3 separate regions of the Mus musculus genome follow, and regions 1 and 2 are each linked to region 3. The links are chromatin contacts, called in public Hi-C maps. All regions are on one chromosome and are shown on one strand. Each heading gives the region's core, a stretch centred on a gene start, on an enhancer-like site or on the middle of the called end of the contact. The rest is flanking DNA. Distances are from core to core; before and after follow the strand shown.

Region 1 (3,603 bases), core at 872-3,371, 420 kb before region 3:
GGCTGTATTCAGTCATTCCACTGGTCCCATGGAGCAGGGCTACCCCAGCAGAGCTCCACTGAGGTCTCTTGTCAACAGACCTCCTGTGGGCTTCAAGAAATACGAATGATAGCCACCCACTGTTGTTTTAACCATTGAGTTTGGAGGTCTTTTTATGCAGCATGTTAAGCAGTTTACAGTAAATGGAAAATATTTATTAAATGCACACTTTTAAATCCCTAGTGGAAACGTTTTAATGAGTGTGTGCAAGACTTCCAATGTTTTAGAAGAAGTATATTATTTCATAATTCTATATATTTGTACATGCTCCTCCTGTATGGCCTTTATCCTGTAAAAACCTGGTCTCATTTCAGAATTTTCAGGGAAGTTTGCCCTAATATCTCCTAGAATTGAACTCTCTGCCTACTTAGTGCTAAATATGGTTCTTGTACCTATGTTGTGCTTTCTCTCTGTCTCTGTCTCTGTCTCTGTCTCTGTCTCTGTCTCTGTCTCTCTCTCTCTCTCATTTTGTGACACCTAAGTTCAACTGCAAGGGACTATGTCTCATAACCTTCACACCATATTTGAAAATCATATCAAACATTTAGAAATATGTACAACTGAATATGCTCTGAGATAGATGTCTAGTCAACTCACTTGCTGAGAACATATTGCCAAACAGACAACCATGCAAGGGATTCTGGGTATGTTGCCCCTGCAAAACATAGAGCAGTGGCATTATTACTGTAGAGCATGTAAGGCCAGTGCCCAGGCAACGGTCAATGCTTGTTCTCAAATATCAAGATGAGAGCTGACAGACACACACAACTTGGAATCAAGCTAATAGCAAACAAACTCATTTTAGAATTCCTAAGCCTCAGTGAGAATCCAATTAATTTACTCTAATGGGCTCTTAGAGGCCTCAGTTACTTCCCTATTCCTAAAGGCAAAGAATAAAATAAATAGGACGATGCATGTCACTTTTAACATCATCCAATAAAATACCAGGAGAAATATATGTGTAGCTCAGTGAAGTGGTAAATACGGGAGAAGATTTATTTGATGGGCTCGAAGTGCCGTGTATGGATAGAAAAAAAAAATTATAGTTTATTGTGAATGTGGAACTCGGGAGCATAAAACTAGGAAATTTGTTGAGAGAATCATGAACACTAATGACTGAGTGAATGTGGATAGTATCAATGTGTATGTGTTTGTGTGTATGTGTGTGTGTGTCAGAGAGAGAAAGAGAGAGAGAATTTAGCTTCTAGTCTCAAGTCTTCCCCTGTGTTAGCATCCATGATTCACTTAAAACTTCACACTCTTGATTTCTTACTTGTTTGACAAATCACAGGTTCTTCTAACAAATTTGTTAGTAAGTGGGGTCCTCCTGACTGCATATGGAAACAGATTCTAAGATCTGCTAGTCCTTAATGTGTGCTATCACCCAGGGCATTAGTAGGTAGAAGTGCAGTAACCTAAGAGAAAGGGAGAACCGAGGGTGAGTGTCAAGTCTCCAGTGGTTCTGATTTGGGTGAACTGCCAAATCAAAACAGCAGGACAGCAACAGGATAGGTGAGAAGGACGAAGCAACTTTGCAAGGCAGGGGAACCAACCTTCTACCAAGCAAGGTGGAAGTGTGTATAGGATGCTCAAATGCATTTGCACAACTGGGTGGTTCTCTTATTAACAGTTCGGTAGACGCTGGTTTTCACAAAGTATTGTGCAGCATATTTTATCTGCCTCTCCATGCCTAACTGGCTACCAGACTTGTGCCCGGGAAGACAGACTGATAGGCATGGCATTAACACATGTCCCTTGGCTTGTTTTCAGATAGAATTAAAATCAAGAGAAAGTGTTACAAGATATAGAGTGAGAGAAGGAAGGAAACAAGCAAATGAGAAAACAAAGGAACAGACAAAGGTTAGGTGTAAACTTTCCAGTTTCATCCTAACCAGGATGTTATACATTGGCTGCAATCCTTTGAGCAGCAGTCAGGGTTCTGTCTCTGCCTTTGTCTCTGTCTCACACATTCCGGAGACTATGTCCTCATCCTCCATTTTCTGACCCAGGGGTAGTGCTTTGATTTGTATGTGTCCTCCAGTGTTTGTGATCAGGAGCTGTTTTTAAGAGGTTGTTGGGTCATGAAGACCCTGCCCTGCCTTTCATCAGCACTGAATCATCCTTCTTTCCCCCCCGCCTGATGCTCTCTTCCACCTTCTGTCAAGGCTGATGCAACAGAAGGCTCTCGTCACATTGCCAGATGTCACCATGACCTTGGACCTCTAAGTCTCCAGAACCAGGAGTAATAAACCTCCTTTCAGTCCTGTGTATTCCACTGTAGCAGAAGAAAACAGACTTCTGACCGGCAGACATGAACCCCATTGTTTCCATCTTTGGGGTTCTTATTCTAGAGTTTCCTGTGTTTATTAAATCATTCTTACTCATATGCATGTTCCATGCTTTTCCTGCTGGGACACAAAATAGTACAACTGACATTTGTTAAATAATTATTTTATATACCACTCATGATGATTCACACCTTTTATCATAGCACTCAGGAGGCACAGCAGATGAATCTCTGTGAGTTTGAGGCCAACCTGGTCTCCACAGCAAGTTCCTGGTCAGATGGGGATATATAGTGAGACACGCTCTCAAAAAAGAAAAGGTGACCAAAGAGAGAGAGAGAGAGAGAGAGAGAGAGAGAGAGAGAGAGAGAGAGAGAGAGAGGGAGAGAAGGAAAAGAACGGTTACAGATGAGTAACTAGTAAATGGATCTGCTCTTGAGAAAATGAATCTAGTTTGTCTATGTGAGCATCTGAGCATCAGGAAGAGTCATGAGATGCATGAGAAGGTCTCATGGGGCAGTCAGAGGAGAACCCATATCAGATGGGAATGAGAACGCATTTGAGAAGTACATGCACTGGGCAGAGGAAACTCCATGGTGGTATGGATGACGTGGGCAGAGCATGGCGTTCAGTTATTTAGGAATTTTCCCCTCAGTAAAAGTTTTACTACTCCTTAGAATAGATCGAGGATAAGATAAGGAGAGAGCTGAGGGTAAGAATTAAGAGAGTTAAAAATAACCTGCCCACACTTTTTAATTAGCTTCAAAGGAGACATCATTGCCAAACACAATTATGCAGACATTGGAATGTCTGTATCCCTCCCCCTGCTACATTCTCCATGCAATTTACTTGGCTTAGATTTGTTTATTAGCAACTTAAACAATTTCAAGCCAAATAGCTGGCTTCCCCTACAGCAGGCCTGAAGATAACTGCTGGGTGCTGGATGTATATCCAGTAAGATAATCTTGACAAGAAATATTTATCAAAGGTGGGAGGGGAGGGGCGCTTCCTGTTCTGCTCAGACCTGTAGGCCACACCTCTCCAAATGTAATGAGATGTCTGGAATAGTTGAAGTTGGCCTTGCACAGACACTTCTAGCCATTCTTCAAGTGAGCAAGAGAGAAAATCCACCATAGTGGAGTGCAGGGTGGGGACCTTACCAGGAACTGAGACCAATGGCCATGGCTCTATTCCACACACCATCCCTTTGTTTCATTTATAGTATAGCAACTAAGTAGGGGTGGTACTATTATTAATTTTGAAGAAAAAGGAGGAGAAG
Region 2 (3,680 bases), core at 1,092-3,591, 280 kb before region 3:
TCTTTAACTGTATCTATTTGCAGGATTGCCAAACACTTATATGAAGTTTGGGATCCACAAATGTGTAACTAGTAAATATATGATAAATAAAGTGTCAAAAGGAAAGAAAATTATCAACTCTGAAGGGTTTAATGGAAAATGGTGAGATATTCGTACACGGTAAAGGTCCAAATAAACCCTTCAATATTCACCTGGATTCTAGAGTGAAGACATGCATCTATGCACATGTGTGTGCATATGCTCCCCCCACATACACACACACACACATGTGCACACACACATACATATACACACCCACACATGCACACATATAGGAGCATGCATGCGCACACGTGTACACACACACACACACTCACACACGCGCGCGCGCACACACACACACACAGATTTGGCTGTGCATATTCATCAGTCCCATGGCTGCAAAACAGAACACAGCCTATTCTAGCCCAACCATCTAATGCATCTGAGCTAATTCTGATTTCTCCAGTTAATATCTCCCCAAATCCTCAAGCCAGCCCTGTGTTTCCATAACTGGAGGATACCAAGTCTACCACGGCCTCTGCAAGGGGCTTAAATGTGCAAGTGAGCCAAGTTTTGTCTCAGAGCCTTGGCTGCATAGAGAGCAATATAAATAGAGCTCATTAGTTGCAGACACAAAGCATTCATATAGGAAACTGTCCCTAAAACAAAATCAGGGTGCGTCCGTGCTAGAAGGCAGGAACCACATATATCCAGACCAAGGCCTTCTATAGACAACAGCATGCCCAGAGAGAGGAAGCAGCTGACTTCTGGTCCGTGTCTCCAGTTTCCGACTACATCTGGAGCAGGGAACTAGCTGGAAGACAGCACAGATAGAGATCTAGTGCAACCCAAGCAATACTGTTGGGCTGGGGAAAGGTCTAGAAGCTACAACAAGAACTTAAAAATATCTTCCCTATTGCAGATGAGTTCTGGGCCCCGAGAGAATATGGTATTCCATACAAGTCCCAGGGTTCATCTTCCCCACAGGGACAGTGCAGCATGCACTTGGAGGTTGGGAGGGGAGATGGTTAACAAGCTCTCACTCTAGAGATGGTTATTTCCTAGGAAATCATGTGGCAGGTTCGATGTAGTTCTCATGACTGTCCATAGAAATGGACACAGCCATGCCAAGTGATAGAAGAGGGGACAGAGAAGCAAGGGGCACCTAGGATCCAACTTGTCACAGGTGAAGCAGGTGGCCCCAGCTGAAGGCCAAGCTGTTGAACAAACCCACCCCCACCCCCCCCACCCCCGCATGAGGTAGCATCTCCTCATTCTTTCTCTAGAAGAAGGCAAGATATTTGCTTGCTCTGATCATTTAAGAGAATATTATTTGTATGCCATGGTATGTTCTAAGTCTGATTCCTCCATGTTTTTCTAGGCTGAAGGCAGATACTAGGGTGCTCCAGAAGGAAGCAAGGGAGAGAAAGAGAGAGAGAGAGGGAGGGAGGGAGGGAGGGAGGGAGGGAGGGAGGGAGGGAGGGAGGGAGGGAGGGAGGGAGGGGAATAGAACAAGAAATCCTTCCTTGGCTCCCACATCTCTTCTTTATGTTCTAGGATCAGCTCAACACAATAACGATCATCAAATGTACACAGCTCTCAGCTTTGGTTAAATACTTTTGTGTTCTTTGAGCCCTCTGATCGCCCTGTGAAGGGAAAAGGGATCCTACTTCATGAACGCTGTCATGAGTGGATCACCTCTGGAGGCTTGCCAAGTTCTAACAGCTGCGAAGGCTGTGAAGTGTGAACCTGGCCATAGCCTGGCCCTCCGGAGGTCTGTTTCCACCTGTCTCCTCAAATAAAAGAGCTGCAGGCTGTGGATGAGTGGTGGTCGGCCTGTGCATGACAAGGAAGAATTTGGTTCAGTGTGGCCTACCAAGCTCTGCCCCCACAGTCAGGGCAGTGACTAGCTTTAAAGGAACACAGGCAATATGACAGCCACACAGCTGTGCAGCTTGAGGGGTCTGGGAGCCTCCTGGTGACACCAAGGCTGCAACCCTCAAGGCCTGCAGGAGCACAGACAGAGGGGCCCACACTGTGAGCTGAGACCTCTGAGCCACATCTAGGGTCACAGCAGCCATATGGCATCCCGAGGCCACAGCAAAGAAGAAGACAGGGCAAACCTCCGGTCTGTCCCATCCCTTGAACTTTCCATAACTTCTCGACACCAACAATTAGGACTCCTATTGGATCTGATCAAACCTGAACACTATTCAGGAAGCTTGAGGCTATTGGTGCAAGGGGCTCGTACAGGTGGGGACTACCCCAGGTCCCTAGGAGAGGAAACACAGCACCCCGTACCTCAGCAGCACTCTGGTACATCTGGACTTTCTCCTTCATTCCTTGGCGCTGTGCGAGTTGATGAGCTGTGGAGCACAGCCAGAGTGTTTTCAGAACTGTTAGCTATTATGTCCTAAAAAATAATAAATTGCATGCAGTGATCTGCTTCTTTCTTTCAAAGCAACTGCAGAGCCAAAACCCCAGGCTCTCTCTAGGGCACACATTGCCTGGTCATCAATGGGGGAGGGGGATCTATATCCCCAGATACCCCCACTTAATCTCAATTCCTCACTCAGCACCAGATGCGAGTCCTCTTGGTCCCCTGATACCGTGACACCCTTACAGGCTTCTCAAAGCCCTGTTGGCAGAGTGAACTGAGATCCCAGCCGTAGGCAACCCTCTCCTCAAGACACTGGCTCTGAATAGATTATTTCAGATCATAAAACGTACTGATCCAACAAGCTCAAATCCACAAATAACAGGCTGTCCAGTGAGTAGGGAAGTTACCATTGTGTCAGCTAGAAAAGCCTGCTCACCGTATGCCTTCTGCTTTCTACTCTTTTCCACATCTGCCTGACAACTTTCTCTCTTGTCCCACCACCTCCTCCTTCCTCTCCCCTCTTCCCTCTTCTTCTGTCTTCTCCCCCACCCCCGTTCTCCCCTCCCATATCTCCCTATTATCTCTATTATCCCTCTCCTTTCCAGGCTTCATGTTGCCCCCACACACACACCAGCCCAATGCATACCTCTCTGCCTTTCCTTCTTCACTTTAGAACCCTTGGGACAGCTCTGTAGCAAACAAAGTTTGTGACTGCCCCCCAACACACACACACACACACACACACACACACACACACACACACACATTAGAGCTGGGGCATCTTCAGTGATGCTGTTTAAAACCTATTGCTTACTATTTGGCTGAGGCCACAGTTTTAGTAGGGGTGTTAAAAGCTGACCACTAGCTGATAGATACACAGTTTCAGACCCAGAAATGGAAATTCTGGGCCCAACATGTCTGGGATATTAGTGTATTAAAAAGCATAAGAAGGGCTGAGACTATAGGTCAATGTAGAGATCTTTCCTGGCAAGATCTGTGTGAGCTCCTAGTTTACTTGCCAAGCCTGAGAACAAACAGAAACAAAGAAAGGGGGTTGAGAGATTGCTCCTTAAGTAAGAACACTTACCATGACTGCAAGAGGACCTGAGTTCAAATCCCTAACATCAAGCCTATAAGCCCAGTGTTAAGGGCTTAGAATGGTTCCTCTAGGAGCTTGTGCCTAACTGAAACAGCAAGCTCAAGGCTCGGGGCTGTCCTAGTCAGGGTTTCTATTACTGGGATAAACACTGTGACTAAAGCAAGTTGGGAAGGAAAGCAT
Region 3 (3,781 bases), core at 409-2,908:
AGCTGCATCTGAACACAGACTGCTTGTTCGTTTATTGAATGGCTACTTACTGAGGGCTCACTTTATGCCAAGCACACTGTGCAGGTATCAGGGGAGACCATTGTTCCGAAGTTAGCTGTCATTATTTGAATGTGAAATGTCCTCAACAAGCTTAGATGTTTGAACATTTCGTCCCCAGCTAATGGGGCTGTTTTAGTAGGTTGCAGAACCTTTGGGACCCAGGACCTAGCCAGATGATGTAGGCCTTGAGGGTTCCATGCCCAGGTCCTGCTAGAACTCTGTCTCCTGGTGAGTGACGTGTGAGAGAGAGCTTCTGCGCATTCCCAATCCTGTGACTGACTCACTCCAGCCACCGTACCTTACTTGCCGTGATTGATTGAAACCCTGTTAACTCTGAGCCAAAAGGAGCTCTTCCTCCCATAAATTGCTTCTGCCAGGTAGTGAACCTGGATATTTAAAGAACTCTGAGCAAGCACATCGCAGAGATACCTGCGCATTGATGTTTTCTGCAACACTACCCATAATAGGGAGGCATCCATCAATGAAGGAACAGATGACAAAGATGTTGTGTATATACACAATGGAGTTTGTTTTAACCATGGCACAGAACAAAGTTATAACATTTGCAGGAGAGTCAATACAACTGCTGATAATCACAGAGCAAATTAATCCTGCCTCAGAAAGACAAACATCATGTTTTCTCTATTTTGTGTTTCCTAGATTTTATATTATAGGAATTATGCATGTATCTGTGGCATGGAAGTAGAGGGAAGCTGACAAAGGGAATAAAGGAACCTAACAGGACAAGAGGGAAGAAGAAAAGGAAGAGGATATGGTGGGAGACTATACTCAATTTGTATGAAATTTGTATTCGTATGAAAGTGCCCTTATATAACACAGCCCCAAGTACAATCGATGAAAAATGCTTAACTAAAATAAATAATCACATGGGCATCAAGATAAACCTGCAATTATAACTTGGAACCTATGGCAGAAGAAAAGTAATAGGAACATTTCAATTGCAGTGGTGCAGAAGTCTCTAGAAAGGGATCCCTAAGACATGAAATCTGAGCTGAGACCCAACAGATGAGGATGTGTTAGCTAGACACAACTGGGAAATCAAGGCATCGAAGGAAACAGTCTGTAAGAGCAATTGGGCTCTCCCAGACATCAGTGGCAATGTAAGGTAAATAGAAGAGTGGAGCGATGAGTGACAGACAGCACCAGAAACCAAGCTGGGTAGAGCTGGATCTGAGCAGGCAGTGCCTGTGGTCCACATCAGAGACTTAGACTAAAAATACAGAGTGTGTTTGGGAAGTGACAGGAGACGTTCCTGTAGCTAACTATTCTGCCTCCCCGTTGGTGGACAGAGGTACCACTCCAGATGTCTGTCAGTCGGAGCAGCAGATCTGGAAGGTGTCAACACCCTGTGGGAGGGGAGGGCTAGGGTGGAGGTCTCCAAAGACCTTCCTTTGGATCTGTCCAGAAAACATTGGAAATGGAAATCTAAAGGTGGCCAGAGAGAGCTGGCCTGGAGACTGGCAGTTGTCAGTGTAGGAGACACAGCTGAAACCAATTCCCCAGGGAGGACAGGAAAATGAGAAGAGAACCCACAGATGGAAAGTCCTGCAGGAGCTGAGAGAAAGTCCAGATGACTCAGACCAGCATGTGATTGCCACATCTCCAGCTTAGGTAACACCCATCGATGCTGTGGATGGACAGGAGTCCAAGAGAACACTTTACAGCAGGGGAATATAAACATTCCTGGGCCCTCTCCGTGTCCTAAGGTTAATATTGTTCATAAACTTGACTTGTCACAGACTGAAACTTCAGTAATAAATAAAGATACTAACTTGATCTCTAAGGGAAAAATCTGAGCTGGTCAAAATAACCTTTTCCCCTGGTAAACAAGATGAAGCCCTAGGATTGTGCAACAGAGAGAGTGGCCAGCCAGTGTTGAATGATGTCATACGCTATAGTCATGACAAATATGCCACATTTTATGCAGGAGTGTGATATGTGAAATAGGAATTGGGAATTAGGCCCAATGACTTCTCCCAGTGTCACCATAGATGGCCTCCACCTAAGCAAAGCCATCTGTCTCTATAACTGGGCTTTTTCATCTACAAAATTAGAAACAGTTCCCTCTAATTAATTTTCTAGCACTTATTCTTATTGAAAATAATTTTATACAAGTGACATGTACTATATATACATATATATAGTATATAATATGTACTGATCCCAATTTCTCCTCCTCTAACTCCTTCTAGATCCTCCCCCTTCCCTCCCACCCAACTCTATGACCTTTCTTTCTCTCTTCAGAAAACAAACAGGCCAACAAACAAACCAGAATAAAAATAAAACTAAAAGAGAAAAAAGGAAAAACATCAGAAACAGAGAGAGAAAAACCATAAAAACACAGAATCAGAAAGCATGATATGCACACAAAAGACCAGTAAGGCCAAAAAGAAAAAGAAAAAGAAATTCCCAAACAAATGCTATTGAGCCCATTTCCTGTTGCCATCTTCTGCTAGTCAAGAGGTCTGCCCTTCAGTGTGGTTTGCGTATCCAGTAAGTCTCCACTGGAGAAAACTAATTTGTGCTTTGTGAGTGGTTATCACCTGGAGATTAGCATCTGAGTTAGGGATGTGGGTTTGTGTCCACTTCCCTCCTAGCACGGGGACTCGTGCAGACCCTGTGCATGCTGGCATAGTCTCTGTGAGTTCTTAGGTGTGTCATCCTTGTTGTGTCTGGAAGACACTGTTCCTTGCTGTCTTCTATCCCCTCCAGCTCTTCTTTCCTACTCCTCACACAGCCCCTGAGCCCTGCCCCTTGGCTTTCCTGTCTTCTATTCAAAGACAACCGGTAAGAACAAAGACAAACAATTCTCAATACGCTTCCACAATGTGCCAGACCTATACACATATTACATGGGAAAACTCTGCTAATTAAGGTTGAATTCTACCATTGACCAGATAGCCTTCTGAGACTTGGCATAATATGGAGGGCCCCCTTCATTGGCAGGACTTCCCTTCTCTGACCTCATCTAGGGAACTCAAACCCCTTACCACACACCTCTACCGGCAGGATGTCATGTAGCTTTAGTTAGATCATGGATTCAGCTTCCTTTCTCCTCGTAAGAACCCATTCAGCTAGCACCTGAGATTCCTGAAATGCTTCCCCATGCTAATGAGGCACTCTGGTACCCTAACCCTTTAGCCAACAACTTTCGCCCATCCTGGATGTTTCCACCCTCGATCCTCCAAAACTTCATAAGCCTTGAATCATCCCCAAGTAAAGTTGGTCTGACTCCCTGCAGCTGGTCCGGGTGTCTTAATCACTGTACATACTCACAGGGCTTCCGAACCCAGCCCTGTTCGTCCCCATCTCTGCTCCCTTTGCCCTCGTGGACCGATATAGGCCAACAATCCCTGGAGGCAGGGAAAGCCACAGCATTAGCTTATTAAAATAAGGTAACAGAATTCCCATGACCAAAGTAAATACCATTGCCAGTTTAAAGAGAGGAAAGCCAAAAGTAGAAAGTGTGTTATTACAGTAGAATTGATGTGGGACACACATAAACCTGGTTTTAGCACGTCCATCAGCTCATTGTCACAGCACTGGCATGCTTCACTGTTCTGCTGTGTGATGCTGGAGCTGGACCGCGGATGAATTCCCTTTGCCCAGCACAAGTGATGCTAATCTCTGTCAACAGAGGACCGTTTATACATTGTACTTGGGAGCGAGTGTATATATGTGTGAGTGTGTGTGATACATG

Evidence for each region. Hi-C and Micro-C count contacts between places; a contact is called where the count stands out from the background.
Region 1: a Hi-C map of uterus shows a contact between it and region 3, with 5 times the contacts expected there. The contact joins two enhancer-like sites. A contact is called at or near these places in 1 of 484 Hi-C or Micro-C datasets (uterus) and 1 of 115 datasets of contacts at active chromatin or transcription factors (fibro-adipogenic progenitors).
Region 2: a contact with region 3 is called in a Hi-C map of uterus, with 1.9 times the contacts expected there. The contact joins two enhancer-like sites. A contact is called at or near these places in 1 of 484 Hi-C or Micro-C datasets (uterus), 3 of 115 datasets of contacts at active chromatin or transcription factors (the 230-238 cell line, fibro-adipogenic progenitors and heart atrium) and 1 of 9 other capture datasets (embryonic stem cells).

What each region holds. Positions count from the first base shown.
Region 1 is chr4:105,775,875-105,779,477 of GRCm38.p6, forward strand. No RefSeq gene overlaps it. Among named protein-coding and RNA genes, the nearest start is that of Gm29922, 68 kb to the right of the region's middle. Within about 2 kb of position 2,122, at least 6 of the 459 cell types and tissues checked have an H3K27ac peak or open chromatin away from gene starts, as enhancers often do. A contact at or near this core is called in uterus, where this site is marked.
Region 2 is chr4:105,910,095-105,913,774 of GRCm38.p6, forward strand. No RefSeq gene overlaps it. Among named protein-coding and RNA genes, the nearest start is that of Gm29922, 66 kb to the left of the region's middle. Within about 2 kb of position 2,342, at least 11 of the 459 cell types and tissues checked have an H3K27ac peak or open chromatin away from gene starts, as enhancers often do. A contact at or near this core is called in uterus, where this site is marked.
Region 3 is chr4:106,194,048-106,197,828 of GRCm38.p6, forward strand. No RefSeq gene overlaps it. Among named protein-coding and RNA genes, the nearest start is that of Gm12724, 41 kb to the right of the region's middle. Within about 2 kb of position 1,659, at least 53 of the 459 cell types and tissues checked have an H3K27ac peak or open chromatin away from gene starts, as enhancers often do. A contact at or near this core is called in uterus, where this site is marked.